6 separate regions of the Mus musculus genome follow, and all the other regions are linked to region 6. The links are chromatin contacts, called in public ChIA-PET, HiChIP or PLAC-seq and promoter capture Hi-C maps. All regions are on one chromosome and are shown on one strand. The core of a region is the stretch at or near the end of the contact, and the rest is flanking DNA. Distances in the headings are between cores, read along the strand shown. Region 1 holds the start of Hrh2 (histamine receptor H2). Region 2 holds the start of Drd1 (dopamine receptor D1). Region 3 has its middle 24 kb from the start of Gm52069. Region 4 has its middle 28 kb from the start of Gm34640. Region 5 overlaps Hrh2 (histamine receptor H2). Region 6 holds the start of Thoc3 (THO complex 3).

What was found. Promoter capture Hi-C pulls out the DNA fragments that hold promoters and counts their contacts. ChIA-PET counts read pairs in DNA pulled down with a chosen protein or histone mark. HiChIP or PLAC-seq counts read pairs in DNA pulled down with a chosen protein or histone mark.
Region 1: a promoter capture Hi-C map of hippocampal neurons shows a contact between it and region 6, with 2.3 times the contacts expected there. The contact joins the promoter of Hrh2 here to the promoter of Thoc3 in region 6. A contact is called at or near these places in 8 of 39 promoter capture datasets (the C10 cell line, cranial neural crest, embryonic stem cells and 4 more), 2 of 484 Hi-C or Micro-C datasets (B cells and embryonic stem cells) and 3 of 115 datasets of contacts at active chromatin or transcription factors (embryonic basal ganglia, large pre-B cells and memory CD8 T cells).
Region 2: a contact with region 6 is called in a promoter capture Hi-C map of the C10 cell line. The contact joins the promoter of Drd1 here to the promoter of Thoc3 in region 6. A contact is called at or near these places in 3 of 39 promoter capture datasets (the C10 cell line, liver and pre-B cells) and 1 of 115 datasets of contacts at active chromatin or transcription factors (astrocytes).
Region 3: a contact with region 6 is called in a promoter capture Hi-C map of hippocampal neurons, with 7 times the contacts expected there. The contact joins the enhancer-like site here to the promoter of Thoc3 in region 6. A contact is called at or near these places in 23 of 39 promoter capture datasets (the 3T3-L1 cell line, 3T3-L1-derived adipocytes, the C10 cell line and 13 more), 3 of 15 datasets of contacts at CTCF or cohesin (the NIH/3T3 cell line, large pre-B cells and pro-B cells), 35 of 484 Hi-C or Micro-C datasets (the AML12 cell line, B cells, the C3H10T1/2 cell line and 25 more), 11 of 115 datasets of contacts at active chromatin or transcription factors (cardiomyocytes, embryonic basal ganglia, embryonic hindbrain and 6 more) and 1 of 9 other capture datasets (adipose tissue).
Region 4: an H3K4me3 HiChIP or PLAC-seq map of embryonic stem cells shows a contact between it and region 6, with 2.7 times the contacts expected there. The contact joins the enhancer-like site here to the promoter of Thoc3 in region 6. A contact is called at or near these places in 8 of 39 promoter capture datasets (the C10 cell line, cranial neural crest, frontonasal cranial neural crest and 4 more), 1 of 15 datasets of contacts at CTCF or cohesin (large pre-B cells), 2 of 484 Hi-C or Micro-C datasets (B cells and Th2 cells), 2 of 115 datasets of contacts at active chromatin or transcription factors (both in embryonic stem cells) and 1 of 9 other capture datasets (embryonic stem cells).
Region 5: an RNA polymerase II ChIA-PET map of memory CD8 T cells shows a contact between it and region 6, with 17 read pairs. The contact joins the enhancer-like site here to the promoter of Thoc3 in region 6. A contact is called at or near these places in 8 of 39 promoter capture datasets (the C10 cell line, cranial neural crest, embryonic stem cells and 4 more), 5 of 115 datasets of contacts at active chromatin or transcription factors (acute myeloid leukemia, embryonic basal ganglia, embryonic stem cells and 2 more) and 1 of 9 other capture datasets (liver).

What each region holds. Positions count from the first base shown.
Region 1 is chr13:54,190,130-54,194,300 of GRCm38.p6, reverse strand. Hrh2 (histamine receptor H2) reads right to left here and starts at 2,172. Exons shown (of 3, transcript NM_001010973.2): 1 at 2,108-2,172.
Region 2 is chr13:54,053,613-54,057,781 of GRCm38.p6, reverse strand. Drd1 (dopamine receptor D1) reads left to right here and starts at 2,124. Exons shown (of 2, transcript NM_010076.3): 1 at 2,124-2,221; 2 at 3,169-4,169. The coding sequence starts at 3,589.
Region 3 is chr13:54,112,743-54,116,673 of GRCm38.p6, reverse strand. No RefSeq gene overlaps it. Among named protein-coding and RNA genes, the nearest start is that of Gm52069, 24 kb to the right of the region's middle. Within about 2 kb of position 2,108, at least 19 of the 459 cell types and tissues checked have an H3K27ac peak or open chromatin away from gene starts, as enhancers often do. A contact at or near this core is called in cortical neurons and hippocampal neurons, where this site is marked.
Region 4 is chr13:54,151,228-54,155,549 of GRCm38.p6, reverse strand. No RefSeq gene overlaps it. Among named protein-coding and RNA genes, the nearest start is that of Gm34640, 28 kb to the left of the region's middle. Within about 2 kb of position 1,624, at least 29 of the 459 cell types and tissues checked have an H3K27ac peak or open chromatin away from gene starts, as enhancers often do. A contact at or near this core is called in embryonic stem cells, where this site is marked.
Region 5 is chr13:54,206,560-54,210,915 of GRCm38.p6, reverse strand. The region is part of intron 1 of Hrh2 (histamine receptor H2); the gene reads right to left. Among named protein-coding and RNA genes, the nearest start is that of Gm16578, 14 kb to the left of the region's middle. Within about 2 kb of position 1,340, at least 113 of the 459 cell types and tissues checked have an H3K27ac peak or open chromatin away from gene starts, as enhancers often do. A contact at or near this core is called in acute myeloid leukemia, memory CD8 T cells and pre-B cells, where this site is marked.
Region 6 is chr13:54,466,652-54,470,512 of GRCm38.p6, reverse strand. Thoc3 (THO complex 3) reads left to right here and starts at 1,673. Exons shown (of 6, transcript NM_028597.3): 1 at 1,673-1,972; 2 at 2,531-2,687. The coding sequence starts at 1,706.

The DNA of each region.
Region 1 (4,171 bases), core at 923-3,422, 280 kb after region 6:
AAAGACTTGTCTGCCCCTATTGTTGGGCATTTAGGCACTCTTTTGAGTTTTGGTAACTGTCTTGGGGATTGCAGTCATCTTCATTCTCCTCCATCACTCCATGTGGATGGATGTACTCTTGTTTTAAAACATTCTTGGCAAAGAGCCTTTTTGGCTTGCTGAGACCCTTACCCCATTACCAGGGATTTCTTTCCCAAGGATGAACCAAATCCTTCTGATTGCAGTTTAATCCTGCTTTTACTTCCTCGGGGCGTTGGTGGAGTGGGACCACAGCTGGGTTTGTTTTCCCTGCGGACATGATGACTGGGAAGGCTTCTGGAGAGAGTGTCTCTAAAAGGAGTGTTTGCCAGATTGAATCTGTCACCAGATTTTTGTCTTCTGTCTTGTCCCTCCTATTCAGATGTCACTGTCACTTGGATGACACGGACTGAGTCAACCCAGTTAGTACAAGTTAGCCATTAGTCCAGGACAGAGGGAATGGGCATGCCTCAGAACCCAGGGGAGCTGTCCAGGCTGAGACTCAGCGGGGAGGGGGGTAATCGGGACAGGGTGACACAGGGCGGAGTCAGCTGCAGAGGCGAAGCAGTTCAGTATTGCTTTCTGTGGGACACTGAGCAGTGGCCTTCCTTCCTTCCTGAGCTTTAGAGGCAATGCTTGGTGAGGGTACCAGCTCTCACTGACAACCATCAGTCACCTCCAGGAAGTGTGCAGCTATTCTTCCGGTGTGGGACAAGGAGGGAACTATAGCCAAGTCTACACTGGGAGCTGTGCATTTCATGCTCTTATTTAATGGCTGGGACTAGAATGATACAAAGCAGTATCACCCCTGCAGCTGGGAGGATGGGAGGCCAAACTCCACAGCAGGGACTACGGGAAATCACTGTGGAGAACCTCGGTTTCTCCGTCTGCAATAGGGGGTTAACAATACCGGTCCCCAGAAGTACTGTGATGACAACTTTAGTCTGAATTATTATACACCTAATGTGCCTGGTGCCAGGCCTGCCCACAAATGATATCTTTACTCTTTCCGGTTTTCCCCAAACCCAGCTCAGAGATCAGTCCCATAGTCCTGGATAACCTTTGGGGAAAGCAAACATGTTTATAGAAATTCATAACTCTCTCTTATAATTAAGAAAGCAGAAGCTTGGCCAAGACTTATCTGGGAGATGTCTCTTAAAAAAGCCACCTTGACATGTGTCTGAGGGGAGGGGTGGGGCTCCTAAGACTTGAACCTCTCCATTCTCTGGGCCCTGTTCTATGCCTCATGCTTAGCTACATATATGACCTCCAGACAAACAGTGCCAAGGCTCAGTAGACGCCAAAGTTAGTGTATGACAGTGACCAGTGGGAACACCTCTGCTCAAGGGTGCTTTACTGCCCTGTGAATGTCAGAGGGGGAAACTGAGGCTTTCAGGCTCAAGGTCACTGGGTTTCTCAAACCAGAGTCAAGGCCACTTCTGAACTTCCACTACCAGTGAACAGCTATCAGATGTCCCTGGTGTCTCGGACAGCTACCAGAACAGCTACCAGAGTCCCTCCCAGTCTAGCGCAGGGAACTCCTCGCTTCCCAGCAGCCCAGGAATGGGGCAGCAGCCCAGGAGGACTTAGGCAAGGCGACCTGTTCTTGAGAAACTAGACAGCCTCCTTCCTGTCAGCCCCTGACGCTTCACTGGTGCTGGGGAGTCAAAAGTCTCTCCAAGCTCCCACACATATATCAGGAGACTCACGCCACCGCCCAGAGGGCACAAAGCAAGCCTTTAAGCGCAAGAAGATTTTCAAATTCACCTTAGAGGGCACGGGGGTGTGAGGCTACCCTGGCATCCCTCACATCCGCGGGATGAGGCAGCAAGCCTAGCTCATAACACCCCTTTGGGGGTGGGTATGACCCTTGAGGGTGACAGGGAGGAAATCTAGGTAGAGGCATCAGCCCAAGGTCAGGTGCTTCCTGTGTGCAGCGCAGCCTGAGGTCGATCTGGGGACGGGGGTCGGCAGGAATCTGAAGCAGGCAGCCAAAGTGGCCACGCCACAGCCTGGTCTCCGCGCAACCCCACCCGCGTCCCCATCCCGAGGCGACGTCTGCCAGGAGGCGTCGGTCACCTTACCTTACCTGGTGCTGCTGCTGTGCGCCACCGGCTGTACCGGGTCGCTTAGGACTGCGCGCTTGCACTGGCTGGGGCAAGGATGGAGCTGGCGGCGTGCGCCTAGCACCCACTTCCTCGTCCCCGCCCCCAACTCGCTCCTCCTCGTTCTGAAAGCCGCTCCTTTCCTCAGCGTTTTCTCCCATATTCATCCTCCCCTCTTCCTTTCTCCCCCCTCTCCCTTTCCCCCCTCTTCCCCTTCTTCCTTCTGTCTCCCCCTTTCTTGCTCTCTCTTCCTCCCTCTCTTCCCCCTTCCCAACCCCCCTTTTCTTCTTTGGACGCTTTCACCCCTCCCTCTTCTTTCCTCCCTTTCACATGGTCATCTGTCACGTCCCCCCCCTCCCGCCACCACCCCCACCACCACCCCGCCACCCCCACCCCCACCCCGCCACCCCTCCTACATATTCTGGCTACTTATTCTGGGCAGCTCCCTGGCCTGAGACTCTGCCCACCTGTGTGCACATTGATGGTGTGAGGGGAGATGCTCAGTCTTGGCTCACTCTGGTTTGAGAACGCTAGGCCAGAAATCTGATGAGCCCTTCACCTGAGTTCCTCCAGGACCTGACCACTCCGAGAATGGCCAGTTGCGAGAGAAGAACCAGCTTTTCTGAGAAAATCCTGGAAGATCTTGGGAATCTGGAAAGCCAGATTTGGGTAGATCTCAGTCAGCCCAGGGGTTCTGGTGGAAAGAAATGGGAGGGGGTTGGGGCTTTGGAAGCAGGACAAATAAAAACTGTCCAGGTAGACTGTTCCACCTCCTAGATGCTGAGCCAGTGCAACCTGAGGCGGAGTGTCTGGCAGGAGGTAGTGTCTCAAATCAGTGCAGACCCAAGCCTCTTACTTTTCTTTGACAAACTCCCTCCACGTAGCAGATTCCCCTCAAGTACCCAGGGGCAGCTCATCTGGCCACCTGCCTCCCTAGCTAGGCTGCTACTCCAGTGCCTAGCACAGCACTGTGGTCATTCTGCCTGTCCCTATCTTCTCTCCTGAAGTTCTTGTGGCAAGCACTAGATAAGTGTCTCTATTTGTGAGCCAGTTTCCTCCTCTGTGACCCTAAGGGTCATGCTCACCTCACGGAGGCTTGGATAACAACAGATAAAGCCTTGGGCCAAGGCAGTGAAAGGGATACAGGGTGAGCTTTGTGCACACTCTGCTCACTAGGGATGCATTCGCCATGTTCCCTTGTGCCAAACCAGTCTGTTTCCAAGGTAGACTTTTGAGCTCTTCTCTTGCCATTCACAAAGCATCTTAGGTCATCTCTAAAACGTGCAAGTTGGTCACATGTCTCTGCTCCTGGGCGTCCAACCCTCCCACACTTTCTGCTTTAGTCACACACAGAACCAGGCTCCTCCTGTCCCCAGTAATCTGTAAAATGCCTCTCTACAACAAGTGTAGTCATTGTCCACTTAGTGCCTCTCATGGCAAGAGCATGATGGCCCCCAGCTTGCAGAGCTACTAATGTGTTGGTGGAAATGACTTTGGTGAGAACCTGCCCCATCTCTTTTTCATCTACCATGGGATGCCATTAGGGGAATGTTCTGGAAGAGGCTAGTCCATTACCTGAGTCCCCAGGGAACAAGCAATATTAGCGAGGGTTTAGCTTGCTGAAGGCCCTTACAATTTCTGAAGTCATCCACCTTCCTTTAAAAAAAAAAACTGAGTTTTTATTTTTGTGTATAGGAATGTCTTACTTGCATGTATAGTCTTCACATTGTGTGTGTGTCTGGTGTCCATGGAGACCAGAAGAGGGTAATTGGATAGCCTGGAACTGGAGTTACAGACGGTGGTAAGCCACTGTGTGGACAATAAGAGTCAAACCCAGGTCCTCAGGAAGAGCAGCTCTTAACTGTTGAGCCAGTTCTTTAGATCCAAGTCATCTGATCAGGTTAGACAGTCATGGTCTCTTCAGTACCGCACTGAGTCACACAGTCAGGCTGGTTCTAGCGATTGGTGGTTAGGATGAATGGATATTTCAAAAGAGAGGGGCCCGTGCCTTGGAAAGTGTCGCGGTTCCGGCAGTGTCCCGTCCGCAG
Region 2 (4,169 bases), core at 875-3,374, 410 kb after region 6:
TCATGAGCAAAGCGATAACTGACATTGAAGAAGAAGAAAACAGGTTTGGGCTGGTTAGAGGCATTTTCAACCAGAGATCTCTCTGAGTAGCTACGAGTGTTGGAAGAAACCAAGGTTGTCCAGTGCACCACGACTAGCCTTTCCTCCCATTCTATATGAATTCTTCTGCTGCGGACTGGCATTGCAGGCAAAACGATGCCACCAGAGGCAGCTTTAGTATGGCTGTCATTCTACTTTAAAGAGCAGTGGCCATTTTCCAGAGTCCTTGGCAAGTCATTAGGGGAAGTCTTACTCCTCAAATTGCCCTCAGGTCACCTCCAGCTTCCTTGTTACAATCCTAAGTGTTACTACATTGTTGCTTCTTCTTCAAGTGCTAGCTGGAGGAGCACTTTCCCTCCCTGAGGGAGTCCTCCCTCCTCCAGCGTGCTCAGTCCTGCCCTAAAGGATCCCTAAAGTTTCCACAGCTTCCTGCGCGTCCAGAGGGCCCTTTGTCCTCATCTTCCTCATTTCAGGGAATTGCAGGGTAGGAAGAGCAAGAGGAGTTGCAATTCCAGACTCACACAACCATCTTGGACTGGAAACATCCTCTAATTTGTGTTCGCTGGTCAAAAATGAAGAAGTATGGTGAAACAAAGTTCCAATTGCGTAGAGAGCGACTGCTTCAGGGATGAGAATCCCCTGAGGGTTTTACCCTGTGCTGACTCACGGCTCTAAAGCAGAGTTTCTCAATGTGTGAATTTTGACCCCTTATGTGTATGTGTGTGTGTGTGGGGGGGGGGGGGGTCACATAACAGACAGCCTGCATATCACATATTTATAGTATGATTTATAACACTAGCAAAATTACAGTTATAGAGTGCAACAAAATAATTTTTTGGTTGGGGGTTGCCACATATTGCAGCATTAGGAAAGTTGAGAGCCACCATTCTAAAGGCATGTGGTTCTTGGGGTATATGTCTGATCACCAGTCTGTGGAACTTGGTGTGTGGCAGCAAGACTGCCAGTGGGAGGACAAACCGGGAGCACAGGTGGAGGAGGACTGGTGTCAATCATTTGACTACATCCAAAACCAAGATATGATTTCTGCTGGCTAATTAGGAGAGCTATTTAGGTTGTATAGAGAAAATTCGGGCATTCAGTGTGGTGTGTGGTTCTCATGGAGACAAGACTACTACCTTTTTTTTTTTTTTTTTTTTTTTTTTTTTTAACTGGTCTCTGAAGAATTTCTGGCCACCAAGGACTGACTGAGTCCATATCTGGTCCCAACTCTTAAATAAGTATTTCATTTAATTTTTACATCAGTAAGCACAGGAGTCCAGGCAAAGTGATTTCCAAGTTCCATACTTAATCTCTTTTCACACAGATGGGAAGGCACTCTGGGGCTGCGTCTATGCACTAAACGTCTCTGAGGCCACACATTCCTGTCTCTGCTTTATCCCTGTGCTAATTGTTTAGATAGTGGGCTCCATCCTAGACACGGCTGTGCAAGCGACAGTCAGGCAGACAGGCCACCATCTTCATTAGCTACTGTGTTAACGTGGAGTAGAGCCCACAGTCTTTCTGAGCATCACTGTCCACACAGATGAAATGAAGCTGTGCAAGCCAATAAGGAAGGAGTTTTGCAAGATGTCGAACATCATGAGGTGTGTGTGTGTGTGTGTGTGTGTGTGTGTGTTTAGGGGACACAGAGGCTGCTGAGTTTATGCCAGGTCTCTGATCACTTGCACAATAAGTTGACATGTTGTTCTCACTGCTGCTCCAGCCTTGGCACACAGGGGACACAAAAGGAAAATCATGGCTTAGAGAATAAAATGCTAGCCAAAGGGACTTCTTATTCTTGTGAGTTTTTAGGGGCATTTCAAACGAGGGAGGCTAGAGCGCGGAAGACCTGCCTCTCACCGTCCAGATTCTGGCAGAAGGGGACAGGGAAAAGCATGGTCGAGGCCCTGCATCTTGGTTACACACACTGGCTGAGGCCCCTGTGATCTGAACCTGCTAGGGCGCAGGCGGGGTGTAGGAAACCAGAGGCCCCGGCAGAGGGCGCCGGGTACCTGCTGAGAGTGCGGCACCGTGTTTGGGGTGCTTGTGGGGCGCGGGTCACGGGCTGCACTCGTGAGTTGACCGCAGAAGCGCCTTGGCGGGCGGAGCGCGGAGAGCAGAGCGAGCGGCACAGGAGAGGGCGCAGGGTTGGCGGAGTCGGGGAGCGTGGTCTCCCAGATCGGTGAGCACTCTCGTCCTGGGGCTTCCCGTACCCCTGCTGCGGGGCACTCAGTGACAACTCAGCGACGTGGGCAGTGTCCAGGACTAGCAGGGCGTGGGTGTGGGTAGGGTCAGCTCTGACCCCGAGCTTTGGGTGGAACTTGGAGTTGACCCGGAGAGGCGCTGAACGAGAGTTTGGTTTACTTGATTTGAGCATCAGGATTTGTTCCTCAGGTTCTGTCTTGTGCCAGGGTCCCCCGGGGAGGGGTGGGGGGATCAGGTAGCCAGAGAGGGCACAGCGATTAGGTAGGCGTCCCACACCCCTGCTCCAGCTGTGCCTTCAGTGAACCACGTGTGGCTGTCGCCCGCCACTCTGCCTGTCAAGCTCAGCCCACCACCGGGGCCGGGAGGGGACGCGGAGGCGGGGTGGGCTGTGCCCCGCTGGAACCCAGCCGGCCGGTGCCCTCGCTCGCTCGAGCTGTTGTGCTTGCCTGGAGCTCCTGCCACTGCTGACAGGGAGCGAGCGGGTGGCTCCCCAAGGAGGCTCAGGGTCCTGCCCTAAGAACGAGGAGCCAAAGGGGTGCCCAGAGCTGGGCTTCCTCAGACAGGACAGAAGCTGTTCCAGTCCTGGAGGTTCCTCTCCCAAGGAAGCTCCGAGAACCCTCCTGGGGGCGGGGGCAGCAATCTGTAGGTGGGCAAGGTAGCAGGAGGGGCGCCGCTTCCCTGGCACCTGGCCTGGGATTCCTTTCCCAAATCCATCCCAGAGATTTTTCTGCATGAGGAGGGGGAACACTTGCTCTGCTGGAGGGACTCGTTGAGTCCAGGGGTTTTGGGAGAAGTGACTCTAAAGCAAGGTAGGTGGTCTTGATGGACTTGTCCAGGGGGTGATGGGCTGAGATTTTGTGTAGCCAAATAGGAGGTCTGCACAGAGTATTGGTGAACGACTTTGTGTTTCCCTTTGCTTTTTAGGGCATTTGGAGAGATGTGGCACCAGGGGCTTGAAGGAGAAATGCATGTATTTTAGGCTGTGTCTCAGAAGAAGAGGCAGCATCCCCGAAAAGTGACTGAGATTGACCAGGAAGAGGCCCCAGACTCTTAGAGTATGCTTAAAAGCCTATGCATTCCTTGGGGAATCTAGGGACCAGCGGATGCCAGGGAACAGCGACCTGGAGCACTGAACCCAGAAGACAGGTGGAAAGCAAGCGGCTCTTCTTCCTGGTATGGCTTGGATTGCTATGGAGATGCTCCTGATGGAACACCATTGTGCTTTTGTCCAGACAGCAACTGGGGCTGGAGAAGGGGCTGGGTGGTGAGTGATTGGGGGAAGTCTGGCTAAGCCTGGCCAAGAACGTGAGGGCTAAGCCACCGGAAGTGCTTTCCTTCTGGAAGATGGCTCCTAACACTTCTACCATGGATGAGACTGGCCTGCCAGTGGAGAGGGACTTCTCCTTTCGCATCCTCACAGCCTGTTTTCTGTCCCTGCTTATCCTGTCCACTCTCTTAGGGAATACCCTTGTCTGTGCCGCTGTCATCAGGTTTCGACACCTGCGGTCCAAGGTGACCAACTTCTTTGTCATCTCTTTAGCTGTGTCAGATCTCTTGGTGGCTGTCTTGGTCATGCCCTGGAAAGCTGTGGCTGAGATTGCTGGCTTTTGGCCCTTTGGGTCCTTTTGTAACATTTGGGTAGCCTTTGACATCATGTGCTCCACGGCATCCATCCTTAACCTCTGTGTGATCAGCGTGGACAGGTATTGGGCTATCTCCAGCCCTTTCCAGTATGAGAGGAAGATGACTCCGAAGGCAGCCTTCATCCTGATTAGCGTAGCATGGACTTTGTCTGTTCTCATATCCTTCATTCCAGTGCAGCTAAGCTGGCACAAGGCAAAACCTACATGGCCCTTGGATGGCAATTTTACTTCCCTGGAAGATGCCGAGGATGACAACTGTGACACGAGGTTGAGCAGGACATA
Region 3 (3,931 bases), core at 859-3,358, 350 kb after region 6:
ATTTCTAAAGTCATTCACAGGCATAATAGAGCCCACTGTGGGGCTCCAGACAGCACCTGATACTTCAAGCAGCCGACCCTGTATCTGAAACCCTCTCTGAAGTGCATTTTCAAAGCTCGATGATGAGCCGTGGCTTTAGGGACATCTGCTGCCTGCCTTGGGCAGCTTCAGGATATCTTTTTTTTTTTTGGTTTTTTGAGACAGGGTTTCTCTGTATAGCCCTGGCTGTCCTGGAAACTCACTCTGTAGACCAGGCTGGCCTTGAACTCAGAAATTCACCTGCCTCTGCCTCCCAAGTGATGGGATTAAAGGCATGCGCCACCACGCCCAGCTTTCAGGATATCTTGATGTTTAACATGGGAACAGAGACTGGCCCTGTCCATCTGGACACTGGCAGAAGGTAGGCTGAGGGCTGGGCCTGGGAGGAGGTGACTGTGGCAGGCACCAGTGTGGTGGGCAGGGTACTCTGCTCAGAGCTCTCTCTGTGTCATGGTGGCTGGTGGGTCTTTTACTTGTTGTGATTCCCCCACCTGCGAGGTGGCCATTTCTAAAGTCATTCACAGGGCTCATGAGGGATGAAATGAAGTGTTCTCTAGGGAGGAATAAGCTGAATTTCTGCACAATGGGGCTCATTGATGGGCGAGAACTACATGAGAGAGAACACATGTTAGTAAGCTCTGCACTGTGCTGGACAGAGTGCAACTGTGTGGGCCTTAATCTGCTTCCTAGCATTGCCAGAACCACGGAACGATTTCTGGTACGTTCCTGTTACTAGAAGTTCTCAGCCAGAGATGCATCTTAAAATAGGCTCCCAGTGCTTAAAAATTCCAGTCCCCAGCCTAAGCTCTCACTGAGAGAGGTTTGGAAGGGACCGGAGGACAAGACCCCTTTAATGGACACGACCCCTTTAATTCCCTCTCAAATGAACTTGGAATGAAACTTGGGATTAAAAATGCGTGCTGTCTACATACTCAAACAGCGAGTGCTCTAATGCTCAGTCAACTTTCAGTGATGTCCCATTGCTGTCAGTCTCTGTCCTTGTCCCTCCAGATCACACCTCCCCAACCTCTGGCTCTGTTCTCAGATGGATGGAATTGGACCTGCCTCCTCCAGATTTTGCTGGGAGACTCTAAGCACGTGGAGATTCCTTTGTTTCTCACGCTAAGTTCACAGCACACTGCCTTTTCCTCTGTAGCAACCCTACTTCACGTAGGGGCTTCATTTCCCTCTCCCTCCTCCTCTTCCTCCTCATCACCTCCTTCTCCTCCTCTTCTCCATCCTCCTCTCTGTCCTCCTCCTCCTCCACCTCTCCTTCCTCCTCCCCTTCTCCTCTTCATCCTTCTCCCCTTCTCTTCTCCATCTTTCTCCTCCTCCACTCTATCCTCCTCCCTCCACCTCTCTGTCCTCCTCTCTGCCCTCCTCCTCCTCCTTCTCCTTTCCCTCCTCCTCCATTACGACCACTACCAGCTCCCACCACCAGCACCACCACCACCTTCTTTGATGTCTCCTGGCCTGTTCCACTTTCTCTGTCCTCACCCCCACAGTCCCCTTAAAGCTTCTCACCCTTCCTCACCCCACATGGCTCCTCTCTGAAAGTGGATTCCCAGCCCTTCCTTCCTCATCTGAAATTGTTATTCAGAGTCCGTACCACGGGGTTGGGCCCGTTCTTATTTCAATAGAACCGGTATTTTCCTCTCTATTTTTAGTTTTAAAAGGCTGTTCTCTCATATTACCATCTTTGTCAGAGCCACTGCTTCTGTAGTCAGCATTTTCATTATCAGAGTAGCGCACAGTCTACTAGAAAAAGGGATGAGAACAGAGCCTGGCTGGTGACTGCTGTCAGCCCTGTTGGATCTACGCTCCTGGCCCTGAAGGCAGCAGGATGGCTTTCCGGGACCACCCAAACGAAGCTCCTGGAAGCAGCGTGGGAGCTTTTCCATTTAGATGTTATTATAGAGGAAAAGGCCAAGGGATTGGGGGACACAAACAGGCCACTGGCCCAGGGTTCCCTGGGAATATTAATGTTCAGACTGCTCAGTGGAACAGATTGGCCCATATTAAAGATGAGGAGATAGGCTCTGAGAAGAGGCTCACCGAAGCAGTGGCAGCGCCAGGCTGTGAAGGAAGCCCAGGGTTGAGGCTGAAGCCGTGCCGTCTCAGGTGCTCAGAGCTCCCAGGACCGGGATTCGTGGGCTTTTTCCTAAGCTGCTGCATGCTGCTCTGATCTCTAGGTCTTGGCATAGTTTCCCTTCCTGGTGATCTCCGCGCCCATTGGGGATGGCTCAAAAGGCTTGCTGGGGGCACTCCCACTCTGTCCCCTTTCACAAAAAGTTCAATGCTCATTCTCTGAGCTCCTGGAATACCATCAGCTCTGGTGGCACAGAGGTCAAGGGCAGAGCCCTGCCCACCTTAGTCTGGGGTGTGACCATGCCTTTCTCTTACTTTCGCTGAAGACCCCCTTTTACAATGTACCCCAAAGAAATGCACATGGGGAGGATTCCATCCTGCCCACGGACTCCAACAACAGCAATAGCTACTGCTGGGGGAATTGTGTCTTTCTTCCAAGCCTTTAGGACCACCTGCTTAAGCTTGGGACTAGCCTGCAGCCTCTTGCCACCAGCAGGCAGCTCCTGGAAGCATCTAGCATCAGCCTTGAGATCTTGCAGGCAATGCTGCTCTCTGGTGTCACTTCACAGTACTGCCGTTCCTCTCTGGTCCGGAGCTGGGATTGCAAACCCTGGCGCAGGCCTGACAAGGAGATGTGAGATAGGAGTCTCTCATTGGCCTGAGGCTAGGCCAGGCTGCCTGCCAGTGAGCCCCAAGAGATCTGCTGGTCTGTGTCTCTCCAGTTCTGGGTTACAAGTGATCACCGGTTGTTGCACCCAGCTTTTTTATGCAGACACTGGGGATTGAACTTAGGTCTTCATTACTTTAGGACACTTTATCTCTTCAACCTCAGATTTACAGAGGTCTCTGCTTCCTGAGTGCTAAGAACAAAAGTAAGTACTATTGTGCTCTACTGTAGAATTATTTTTCAATAGCAATGAACATGTCCTGAGTTCGAGAAACAGAAAAGAGGGGAAAAAGTAAACCTCAGGCCAGCGTCGGTCTTAGTGCCCAGTGGCAGCCTTTCTTCTCTGCTTAGTGCACACTGTGACAGTCAACTGAAATGTACCAATATGTCTATTTTGCAAGACTTTAAAAAATACTAAAGGACTTGCGTTCTAATGTCTTTGATTACTCCTATAACAGTGCATGCCTATTATCTTTTGCTAGGAAATATCTCGCCATCCTCTGGGAACGTCCTCCAACCTCTCTGCCACCCCAGTCCCTTACCTGCTTCCCCAACATACTCAGTTCACACGGCTCGCATGGGAGAAGCCAGAGAGCATATTTCCATGGGATTGATTTGTAGAACTAAAGTGGTTAACAAGGAGGCATGAAAGTTTTATAAAATGTCATCAGATACTGTCAGACTTGTACTCTGCAATTGGGCATTCTCACTTTCTAGTTGGGCCGCAGACAAAACGCCGTGAAACTCCAGGTCAGAGTATTGAGCGTGCACCATGCCATGTTATGCTATGCTATGTTAACCCTCATTACCACGCAGGGAAGGAAGCCAGGCTACATGCTATGTGAATCCTCGTTACCACCCAGGGAAGGAAGTGCTGTCTTCACATTACAGCTGTAGGAACTGTGGTTTAAAGAGCTTTACCTGCCTTACTTTAAGAAACAGAGTTGAATCCAAGTCAGGAGAGTCCAGCCACAGCCAGCGTTTCTCAAGTCTGTGTCTTTCAGCACCACTCAGGGTGTATGTGAAAGCTGGCTAGGTCTCTCTCTAGTTTCTGATTCAAGAAGTATAGAGTGGACATGAGAACAGCAGTTCTCAGTCTCCAGTGATGTAACACTGTTCCAGGAACAACCATTGATC
Region 4 (4,322 bases), core at 375-2,874, 310 kb after region 6:
CAAAATACTGGCTTTGAGGCAGCTAGGATGAGGTTCTTAAAGCCCAAGCCCACAGTGACACACCTACTCCAACAAGGCCACACCTACTCCAACAAGGCCACACCTTCTAATAGTGCCACTCCCTGACATAGAAAAACCATAACAAAACATAACTACACAAAAGCAGTGGCTTCATCGGTGGAGCCTATGACTCCACCAGTCACAAGATTTAATCTTGGCTAAGGTACTAATTGTGAGTTGCCCACTGTGGAACAAAACTTGCATACAATTGGGAAGCAGTTGGTTACACCCATGACAGTCATGTCAATATTGGAAAAGAAGGCCCATTTTGCCTGGTATGTTTATATTTCTTAGTGAAGAGTCCATAGCTGACCAGAACTAGCATCCTCTAGTGCTATAAAGGCCAGCCAATAAAGAGGCAGCTTCCAGCTTGGTCCCAACCTGATTTCTCCATGTCTTCTATCCAAAGCATGTGGGGTCTTCAGCGATGGGGTCTGTCTTAGTTAGGATTTCAATTGTTGTGAAGAGACACTATGACCATAGAAACTCTTATCAAGGACAACAGTTAACTGGGGCTTTTTTACAGTTCAAAGCTTTAGTCTGTTATTGTCATGGTGGGAAGCATGGCAGCAAGCAGGCAGACATGGTGCTGGAGAGGTAGCAGAGAGTTCTACATCTGGATCTATAGGCAGCAGGAGGACACAGTGAGCCACTAGGCCTGGACTGAGCCCACCTCCCAGTGACGCACTTCCTTCAACAAGGCCACGCCTACTCCAACAAAGCCACACTTACAATTAAGCTACTCCTTATGAGTCTCTGGGGGCTATTTTCATTCAGACAAACCACAGGGTCTTACTGTGTAGTCCTAACTAACACCAGTGGCAGTATCCTTTATTCTTTATGAGGCTTTGGGAGTCTCTCTAGCCACAACTCATATGGCTATAACCTCTGCTTGCTAATGGCATTTTTACTTAACAATCTTATGACCCATGAAAGCATCGTTTGCCATTTACGGAGAATGTCTTTATTTAAGATTCTTAGCTGTTAGCGCTATTGTTAGATATTTTTACAAGTCTGCAAGGCACTCGTGTATATCTAGGTGTTCCAGTTTCATTTCTGTTGCTAAAGTACCCCAGTGAAAAGCCATGTAGGGAAGGCAAGGGTTTATGAGGCCTACAATCCCAGTTACAGTCCTTTATTTTGGAGATGTCAAGGCACAGACTTAACGCATCATTTCCAGAATCAAGAACAGAAAGGCTATGTAAGAAGATCACTGCTTGCTCGAGCTAAGGCTCAGGGCCCAGGCAAGACAGCAATGCAGATGGGCAAGTGGCATAGGGACTAGGATAGATGTCTCAGTCAGTCTCTCTCTCTCAGTCTCTTGTCTACACACACACACACACACACACACACACACACACACACACACTCACATACATCGAGACAGGGGTGGGGAGCAGATGGAGTCACCTACTCCCTCCAGAGATGAGCTGGTCTCTCAGGAGGAGGATCCCATCACCCAGCACTGCTTCGCAAAACTTGAGCTTTTCCCAAGGGAAGTGAGGAGGCAGCGTGCTGCTCTCAGCAGGCCACGGACCCTGCTCCTCCCCCTGGCTGCTTTGCTCGACTCCTGCTGGAAGTCAGAGGCGGAGTTCAGGGGTGTCACCTTTATCTGAGAACTGCCTGTCCTCACTTGAGCTCCTCCCGCTTCAGCCATTGTTTCCTGTTTTTCAGAGGGCAACCCTACCACGTTCACTGTGCACTGCTAGCACTAGGGTGGGCAGCAGGAGTCCTCAGAAGAGGCCTGGGCAACCCCAGGCCCAGGTATGCGGCTAGAGCAGTGGTTCTCAACCTTCCCAATGCTGTGACCCTTTAATACAGCTCCTCCGGTTGTGGTGACCCCCTACCACCACCACTATAAAAGTATTTTGTTGCTACTTCATAACTGTAATTTTGCTACTGTTACCAGTTGTAATGTAAATGTCTGATATGCAGGATGTGTGAATCCATGCAGAGGTCATGTCTCACCGGACTGGAGCCTCTGAGTTAGAGGCTCACTATGAAGTGATTTCCTTGCTAAGCTGTGGGGTGCAAGTGGGTGGCCAGCTTGCCCTGACACAGGGAAGCTTCATTAATGAAGGAAACCAGTGCGGGGCAGCAGGTTGGATAGAGGAAAGAACAAGGAAAAATAGAAATGAGTACAGAAGCTAAGTTGAGTTGGTTCTTTGTTGCTCAAAGAGTTGCTGCAAACCACTCCACCACCAAATGGAAGCCTTCCTGATATCCGGAGTAGGAGTGGTCCTCGTACTTCGGTGCTCAGCTGCTTTGGGCTTTTGTCTTCTTGCTCTTGGACTGGGAAACTGCTCTTCTCCCCTTATTACTGCCTGATCCTCATAGCAGTCAGCACCATTAGGTGCATTAGCTTCTTCCTAAGCGGCCGTGTGCATTTTAATTGGCTGCCTGGAGAGCTTGTTAAGAAGTCAGTAGGGAAGAATGCTGAGTTTGATTAGTTATGTCTGTTGTGGGGACCCATGCGGAAGGAGGGCAGATTCCTGTGCATCAGTAGGGAAGGATGCTGAGTTTGATTAGCTATGTTTATCTTAGGGACCGGTACATAAGGAGGGCAGATTGCTGTGCTGCAACCTGCCAGTGGATGTGAATCAATCTTGGTCTGATTTTATCTATGCCAGTATTATCAATAGACGGGAGTCTTAACCGATTTTCCAAAACCGATTTCCCAAATTGGTGCCATTTATCAACCCCATTGAGAAAATGGAGGTGGAAAGATCTGTAGTCAGAGGTGACTGAGGAGCCTGGAGTAGAGGGAGATTCATAAAGGATGTGGACCAGAGGCCACATCTTGCCTCCAGCACCTTCATGCACAATTATTCCCCTCCCATGACACCTGCATATGAAGCAGACACCCAGTCTGGCCTGCAGGGGTCTCACCTGTCAACTGAGCCAGATGCTCTGGTGCCTTGTTTCTAGCAGATGCTATTTGTGTCCTGTGCTTGTGTCCCTGTGAGATGTTGTGGTGGTTTGAATAGGTATGGTTTGAGTGCTTGCTTGGCCATAGGGGCTGGCACTGTTAGGAGGTATGGCCTTATTGGAGGAAGTGTGTCACTGTGGGGTTGGGCTTTGAGGTCTCCAATACTCAAGCTCTACCCAGTGTGGCACACTGTCTCCTGCTGCCTGAGATTTTAGATATAGGACTATCAGCTCCTCCAGCATCATGTCTGCCTGCTTCCTGCCATGATGATAATGGACTGAACCTCAGAAACTGTAAGCCAGCCCCAGTTAAATGGTTCTCTTTCTAAGAGTTTCCTTGATCATGGTGTCTCTCCCCAGCAATGAAACCCTAAGACAGATGTTACTCTTACTAACTCTTAATTTTTCCTCTGAGCCCTGCACCAATGTCCTCTTGCCCTCCTGTTACAATAACATTGAAGACCCATAAAAGGAATGATGCTGCCTTCTAGCCAAAGGAATAAAATCTACTTCTAGAGACATACAGTTGTCTCTTCAATCGAGAGTTAATCCAGTGGGCCAAGGGACCATCCCTAAGGAATGCAAGTTTACATTAATCTACCCTGAAGTGATAGTGTAGCTGGCCTTTGCTACTTTGTGGGCTCTTTTTTTCCCCCACCCTTTATGCCTGCAGTTTCACCTCCTATCACTAGATAGAAGAGAATGAAGGATATATATATATATATATATATATATAGAGAGAGAGAGAGAGAGAGAGAGAGATCTGAATCTAATTTCTTTTTTTCCTTTCTTCTTCTTTGAGCAGGAATACTGACAAGCTGCAACCAACCTCCCTGAATGACCAACAAGCACCCCTCCCCCACTCACCCAGGATCTAGCATTATATATATCCTCTGAAAAGTTGCAAGAATCCCAAACATCACACACAGAAACTCTCTGCAGCTGGCAAAACCATGCCCTGCTAGAGCATGAGGCAAATCATAGTCGGCTGCTGCAGACAATTCATAGCAGCCCCATATCACCACCCCTGGGATTAAAACAAAAACATATTCTTATAATATTTCATGTGGGATTTTTTTTTAAAGAAACCAAAATTCCAGAATTCCCCCTACAAGGTAGGTGGAATAATTATCCCTTCAGTAAGATAATCCTTCCTGGAATTCCTGCCTGTAACAAATTTGCCCGTAGAATGTAGCCGCTTTCCCAAATTATTCAGAAAGCTATAACTTTTCCTTTTCTTCTTTTTATCTCTTTTCTGTACATTCTCTTCCTAACATTTTGGGTTTCCTCTTTCTTCTAAGCTCCTCCTCCCAACTGTGTGGTCACTTGCCACC
Region 5 (4,356 bases), core at 91-2,590, 260 kb after region 6:
TTCTGCCATGATGCGTTATGTCACTGTAAGCCTAAAGCCACAGGGCCAAAGACCATAGACTGTCACCTCTGGAGCTATAAGCCCAATTAATCCTTATTTCCCTGTTTACCTTAGGTATTTTGTTGCTCTGTGAAAAGCTGACTAATATACACAGTTCAAGTTATGGTGGCTTGTTCTAAATGCTCATTCTTTGATTAGACTACAGTTTTTCTAATCAATTGGATCTCGTCATTCATCACCTGTCATCTACCCATCCACCTGTCTGTCCATCCACCCACCCATCCATCCATCTATCCACTCATCTACTCACCCACCCACCCACCCATCCACCCATCTATTCTTCCATCCATCATCCATTCAGCCACACATTTATTCACCCACCCACCAACCTACCCATCTATCCACCTGTCCATCTATTCATCTACCCCACCCACCCATCCATCCATCCATCCATCCACCATCCACCCATCCATCAATCCCACCAACCCATCCATTCATCCATCCCACCAACCCACCCATCTACCCATCCATCCATCCATCCTTTTCCATCACCCATATAAAGGGAAAAGTGTGTACAGTGTGGAGTGTGTGCATGTGTGTGTTCTTGTATGGCTTCCCCACCTTAATGCTCATGACCCTGGTGACTTTCTGAAGGCAGGAATGTGTTTATTTTATATTGAATATTCCTGAGCAGTTGTGTAAAGCTGAAAAAGCATTATGTATGACTTCTTGTTTATCTTTGATACAGTTTCAAGCAGTTTCACTCTACCTCTCTGTACATGTGACAAATTTATAATATTCGTTCGGCCACTTCCTTTCCTATCTTACAAGTTGACCACAAATATTTCAGTTGTACAGTTATGTGTTTCCTGTCAACAGCTCCTTAGGTTTGCCTTAATGCATTTGAAAGAGGTACTTGTTAAATCTACCCATGCAGAGCAAGCCCCCAACACACATGCAGAGAGAAGCTTTTGATTTTGGCTACAGGTGGTCCTAGCCACTGCCACCTTGTTAACAAGGCCATTGTGTGCCCCTTGTCCTGGGTGGCCTCCATGGGCAGCACTCGAAAGCAATCATAGGCAGGGGACTCAGCGGATCTCTTAGATATCTGTTACATCCACCCAGCCATACTGGGCTCTCTGTGGGGGAACTGAGCCTGCTTTGGTCGGTTCCCATGACCTGTCTTTGTTGTCTCTTACCGACTCTTGGCTGGGCATTCATGGTGAATGGTCCTATCCTCCACCTTCTGTGTCAGCTCCTGCCTGCTGAATGCCGACTGTGCCTCACAGCAGTCTGAGGAATCCGGTTGTGGCAGTTTCACTTTCTCTTGGTTCTGAAGAGTGCCATTCTGACTGTGTGCCTCTGTGTGTGCTGTTCCTACTGCCTGGCAAGCTGGCTCTCCATCCCTTCCTTGTCCTGTATGCTCTTGCTCTCCTCCCAAGTCCTCATCTCCTGTCACCTCCTGGTCCTTTGGGGTGTGTGTGGGGGGGTAGTTTTTACTTAATTTAATTGCAGTTGTGCCAAGTTCTCTTCAGGAGAAGTGAGAGAACCATGGAAGACAGAAATGAGGTAACAGCGAAAACAGGGCCCACATGGAGAGGGGACACCCCCGAGGAGCTTGAGGTGGGAGATGGTGTTCTGTAACCCAGGGTGCATGTCCTTTCTGGCAGGGGACAGGGAGAGTACGCAGAAGATGCTACAGTTAGGAAGAAACAGGACTCCTGCCACCCATCAGGCATCCCTGTGGGTCTGCGTGTGCAGGCACGGACGAAGGGCCCTGCCCAACACCATAGATGACTGGATACCCATACCACTGGGTCTCCAGGGGGCAGCCCCTTTCTGTCAGTGTTCATGTACCTGAGGTGGAGAAGGGAGAAACACCTCAGAACCAACTCCCAAGAAGCAATCCAAAGTGGCCTCAGGAAGCAGGCAGCGACTGAAGCACCGTGGCTTTCATGCTTTACAGAAAGACAGAGCTCCCAGGCTTTAGAGCAGCCACCGCACGTGGTGACTGGCAAGGAGACTTGGTACGTAGAGGGTTGTGGCTGAAATGATGCCGGGTCTTCCCAGGAGTGCGCTCTGCTCTCTTAGGGCTGTCGGAAAATGATGATATGGAGGCACTTGAGCTGGTGCTTGGACTTAGCTTCCTGTGAAAGCCTGAGGTGAAGGCCAGGGAAATGAAAATGACACAGCAGGTCTCAGGTCTCCAGGGCTTCAGCGCAGGCCAGGGAGGGGCAGCAAGGGCTGAGAGATGCAAGGAGACTCAGAAGAACCAGCCCCGAGTGTGTGTGTGCGTGTGTTTCTGTGTGTGAGTGAGAAAGAGGGTGTATTGAGTGTACGTGTGAGAGTGTATATCGAGTGTGTGTGAGGGTGCATGTGTGTGTCCTGAATGTGAGTGTGTATGTGAGAGTGTATGAGTGTGTATGTGACTGTGTGTATCGGTGAGAGTGTATATCGAGTATGTGTGAGTGTGAATGTGAGTATTGAGTGTGAGTGTAGCATACATTCGAGAGTATATAGCAAGTGTGTGTGTGAGTGTGTATATGAGAGTGTATGAATGTGTGTTTATTGAGTGTGAGTGTATATGTGAGAGTGTGTGTGAGTGTGTGTATCGAGTGTATGTGGGAATGTGTATATTAAGTGTGTATGAGAGTGTATATGTGAGTATGTGTATTAAGTGTATATGTTCGAGTGTATATCAAGTGAGTGTATATGAGTGTGTGTATCAAGTGTACATTCGAGAGCGTATATCAAGTGTATGTGTGAGAGAGTGTGTATGTAAGTGTGTGTATATTGAGTATATGTGTGAGAGTGTATATCAAGTGTGTATGTGTGCATGTGAGCATGTATATTGAGTATGAGTGTGTATGTGTAAAAGTGTGAGTGTGAATATGAGTGTATATCAAGTATGAGTGTGTGTGTGAGTGTAAGTGCGTGTATCAGAGTGTATATGTATGTATGTGTGAGAGCATGAGTATGCGTGTGAGAGTGTGAGTGTGCATGTGTATGTTGTGTGTGTATGTGAATTAGTGTGTGAGCTTGTGTGTCTGAGGGTATGAGTAAGTATGTACACTTACATATGTGTATATTATAAGTATGGATGTGTGTTTATGTTCTCACGTTATGCACATAGAGCACATACTTTGAGAAAGGCAGCATTTTCTTGGGTCTAGAAACACCCACTCTCATCATCCTAAGTATTAATTATCTACTCATTTATTTTGAGATGAGACTCTCCCTTCATTGTCCTGGGTGCTTCTGGCTCAAGCTCTCTTGAGCTCCAGATGCTCAGGGCCGGGATCACTAGTGAGAGCCACGTTCAAAGCCCGTAGATGAACTGACCTGGCAGCTGTGCTTCTGGAACTTTGTGTTGGGGTCTCCCCGACACTGTGTGTGGTAGCAGAGTTTAGAAAGAACATAAAAGTACACCCGAGAGACTGTGAGGGAGCCACCAAGACTAGCTTAGAGCACCTGGGCCAGTGTGGGTGGGAGAACCTCCAAATCGCAGAGGAGGTTACCCATGCCCCCAGGGAGGGAATGGGTAGCCACTTCAAGATTGCCTTCTCACTACCCCCATCTGAGGGCATTTCCAGACATCTCGTTTACTCAAAACCCAATAGCCCATGATTTGTCATGTTGAAAAGGGAAGGGGTGGTGCATGCTGGAAAGGGACATGCCAGAAAGGAAGTAGGTGACCAGGTCACATCGAGAGGGGATGGAGGCAGAGTTGCAATGGGTTTGAGGTTAGAGAGGGGATGCTTTGTACGAAGTCCACCACTTCCAAGCTCCTCCTCTTCCCCTCCATGGGATTCACAGCCAGGTGGTCATGTCTGTGACTACACCATGCTCCCCATGGCTCCTCTTTCGTCAGCGTAGAAATGACACTGCTTGCCTTGCTTGCAAGATCCAGCACCTGCCAACCTTCCCAGCTGACTGTCAGGAAGAAAATGCAACTGAGGATAGGTGCCCAGACGTTTAGACTTAGTTCTGAAGGAGACAGGGTGACATTGACTGTTCAATGAGCAAGTTCAAGATCATCCAGGGAGCGGATCACAGACAGAAGACACCAGATCTCCCTAGTCAGTGAGGCTTATCTACCTGGGAATTAGCTGAGTGTCTACCTTATGGCCTAGGGCAATACATTGTTTTATTTCATCTTTGCACGATTCTGTCTGGTGAGGGATTTTTATTTTCCCCACCTTAGAAAGGCAGAAATCAAAGCTTAGAAGTTGTAACGCTTGCCCAGAGTTTCAAAACTCAGTAAGAGGGAAAGTCAGGATTTAAGCCCAGCTCTGTCTGCCTCCACAGTCCCTATTCTTAGCTCCTCTGTATTTAGCTTTTCAGCAGACAAAGGCC
Region 6 (3,861 bases), core at 424-2,923:
TGGAGGGGGCCAAGACTGCTGGGTCATAAAAACAATGGAATGACAGATTTCAAGAAATTATATTCAGGTAGGGAGATAGCTATTACTGAAAGTAACAGAAGAGAATATGTAGGGAAAATACACAGGAATTCCAGTCCCAGACAGAGTACAGAACACGGTATTCAGGGATAGACCCATTTAAAATGATTTCATGGATATGCATGTGTGAGTACACGTGTGTATGTGGGGGCCAGAGGACAACACGGAGGTGGTTCTGAGGCACCATCCCTTGTTCTGTTTTGAGAAAGGGTCACTCATTAGCCCGGGACTTGCCAAGGAAGTTAGACAGCTAGCCAGTGAGTCCTAGGGATCTGCCTGTCCCTGTCTCCCCAGTGATGGGGTTATAAGCCTGCGACACCACAGCTGGCTTCATAAGGACATTTTCACACGAATATTTGTTGGATATATTCCTCTGGTGTCCCCTATCCCTGCACAGTTCTTCTCCAGTGCTTGGCGAATCCTGGCTGTGCACCATTGTTTTTTTCCACCCGGGTATCTTTTGGTTTAACAGAGACATAAGTGGGAGGATCAGAGATGTGAGCATGGCACACAAAATGGTCATTGTACTTTCCGCTATTTTCTTTTAGTTTACTATCATGTATATACAATATCCTTTAACAACCAAGATCAAAAGACAGAAAAACGTCTTGGGAGGCAGAGGCAGGCGGATGTCTGTGTGTTCGAGGCCAGCCTGGTCTGTAGAGTGAGTTCCAGGGCAGTCAGGGATACACTGAGAAGCCCTGTCTTCAAAAACTAAAAACAAAAACAAAACCCCCGAACAAACCAAATCTCAAATTAACCGAACAACTTTTCCCAAGTCCAACCGACAAACCCACATTTCTTTTTTCTTTTTTTTTTCTTTTTTTTTTTTTTTTTTTTTTTTTTTTGGTTTTTCGAGACAGGGTTTCTCTGTATAGCCCTGGCTGTCCTGGAGCTCACGTTGTAGACCAGGCTGGCCTCGAACTCAGAAATCCGCCTGCCTCTGCCTCCCGAGTGGTGGGATTAAAGGCGTGCGCCACCACGCCCGGCTCAAACCCACATTTCTTATCAATTCCTTCATTCCACAAACATCTAACCTTTCTCCAGGAGCGACAACTTGCAATGGCCTTTTGCTTTAAGGGCACGATGAGGACCTTACAGTGAAAAACAACTCTAGAAAAAAGATATTTTACATGCAGGTAAACTGGAGGATTTATCTTGACTCTCTTTTTTGAATAAGCAAGGCTACCAAGAAACTGGTAAGAAGACCATTTAAAAAAAAAGTTGAACTCTTGGTGGGGGGTGGGGAGGGGGAGGGAAGCAAGTCGGGCAGTGGTGGCACACGCCTTTAATCCCAGCACTTGGGAGGCAGAGACAGGCAGTTTTCTGAGTTAGAGGCCAGCCTGGTCTAGAGTGAGTTCCAGGACAGCCAGGAAACAAACAAAGAAACCCTGTCTCGAAAACAAAACAAAACAAAACAAACCAAACAAAAAAAAGCGAATTTAAGGAAGAATCAGTCCTATTTCAAAAGGGAAAGGTGGACGCGCGCTGCATGGCGGGATTTGTAGTTCCGCGAGTGAGAGGCGCCAGCGCGGAGCGACGCGGCGCTTTTTCGGCGCATGTGCAGGGCGACGGCGCCAGACTCAGAGTATCCAGCTTCCGGCGCGCGGTCCGTGAGGAGGGAGGCATGGCGGCGCCCGCTGCGGTCCTGGGCCCCTCGGCCCTCGGCCAGAGCGGCCCCGGCTCGATGGCGCCCTGGTGCTCAGTGAGCAGTGGCCCGTCTCGTTACGTGCTCGGGATGCAGGAGCTCTTCCGAGGCCACAGCAAGACGCGCGAATTCCCGGCGCACAGTGCTAAGGTGCACTCGGTCGCCTGGAGCTGCGATGGCCGTCGCTTGGCCTCGGGGTCCTTCGACAAGACTGCCAGCGTGTTCTTGCTGGAGAAGGACCGGCTGGTGAGCTTGTAGGGCACGGGCTTGGCGGAGAAGAGGGCTGTGTGCGGAGGGAGAAAAAGCAGGAGAGGTAGGGGTATGGCCTGTCGTTGGCGGTGATGAGGAAGGGGTTTGGGGCTGGAAGAGTTGGAATGACGAAGGGGGTGAGGCTGCCTGGCGGAGAGCAGAGAGCGAACTTAGTGGCAGTAAAGAGGTGTGGCGACGTGGCTGCGGGCCGGGGGAGGTTGAAGTCAGGTGGCAGAAAGTGGTGAGGGTCTAGAAGAGCCCTGGTGACGAGTGGCTAGGGACTAATGGGGTGGTAGAGCCCCTAGGGTGGAGAGGAAGGCTTTATTTGAAAATGATAGCGCAGGACAGGTTGGTTGAGGTGGTGGTGGAAAAAGAAAGAAGGGAGGCCAGGAAGGGCCAATGTCAAAGCTCAGAGAGGTTCATGGGGGGGGGGGGGAGGGGGTGTTGTAGTTTTGGAAAAAGAATTAGATTTCTGTTTTGAATTATCCAGATCTTTGCTGGTTTCAAGGCACCACTGTTTGGATAAAAGTGGCATCTGGATTCTGTTCTTTTAAGGTCAAAGAAAACAACTACCGGGGCCACGGAGATAGTGTGGACCAGCTTTGTTGGCACCCAAGCAACCCTGACCTCTTTGTCACCGCATCTGGAGATAAAACCATTCGCATCTGGGATGTGAGGACTACAAAATGCATCGCCACTGTGAATACGAAAGGTGAGTTCAGAGAGAGGGGGTTCTGGAGGAAAAGCTAGTGTGATCTGCAGCAAGCATCTTTGTAGCAAGTGCAGGTTATCAGGATGGGTTGTATGTGTCTGTCTGGAGAAGACAGGAACAGAACAGAGCACTTTTCTGGCAGGCTGTAGATGTATAGGAGAGCAGTGGAAACTATACAAGAGTAGTATGTGCAGAGGCGTGGAGAGTTTGGGAGATTCAGGCAGGTTACAATGGCTGAGAAACCATGGGCGATCTGGAAAGTTGTGCGTTTTGTTTAAAGGCTGTGTTCAAAGAAGCAGTGTGGTAGTTTGAGTAGGCTTGGCCCAGGGCATGGCACTATTAGGTGTGGCCTTGTTGGAGGAAGCGTGTCACTGTGGGTGTGGGCTTTAAGACCCTTATCCTGGCTTACCTGGAAGCCATTCTTCTGTATGCCTTTGGATTAAGACGTAGAACTCTTAGCTCCTCCTGCTCCATGTCTGGTTGAATGCTACCATGGTCCCACCTTGATGATACTTGACTGAACCTCTGAACCTGTAAGCCAGCTCCAATTAAATGTTGTTCTTTATAAGAGTTGCCTCGGTCATGGTGTCTCTTCACAGCAGTAAAACCCAAAGTAAGGCAGGCAGTTTTGTTGATTTTAGATTTTTTTTTTAATTTTCATCTGTGTGTGTGTGTGTGTGTGTGTGTACGTGTGTACGTACACGTACCACATGTGTATAGGTGCTGGAAGAAGGCGTCTTGTCCTCTATAAATGTAGTTATAGGTGATTGTGAATTGTGGGTACAGGGAATTGAACTTGGGTCTCCAGGGAAAAAAACCCAAGTGTTCTTAACCACTGAGCCATTTCTAGCCCCACAGGGGAGAAAATGTGTGTGTGTGTGTATACACACACACATACATATATATACATATATATGTACACATATATTTTTGAGGGGGAGACAGGGTTTCTTTGTGTAGCCCTGGCTATCCTAGAACTCACGGTGTAGACTAGGCTAGACTCATGAACTGAGAGATCCACCTGCCTTTGCCTCCCATGTGCTGGGTTTAAAGGCATGTATCATCACCACCAAGCTCCCACAATAGAATTCTTGATACACCTTCTGATAGATTTTTAACTGCACTATAGACAGTAAAGTACAAAAAAAAAAAAAAAAAGGTGTTTTGAAAAAAG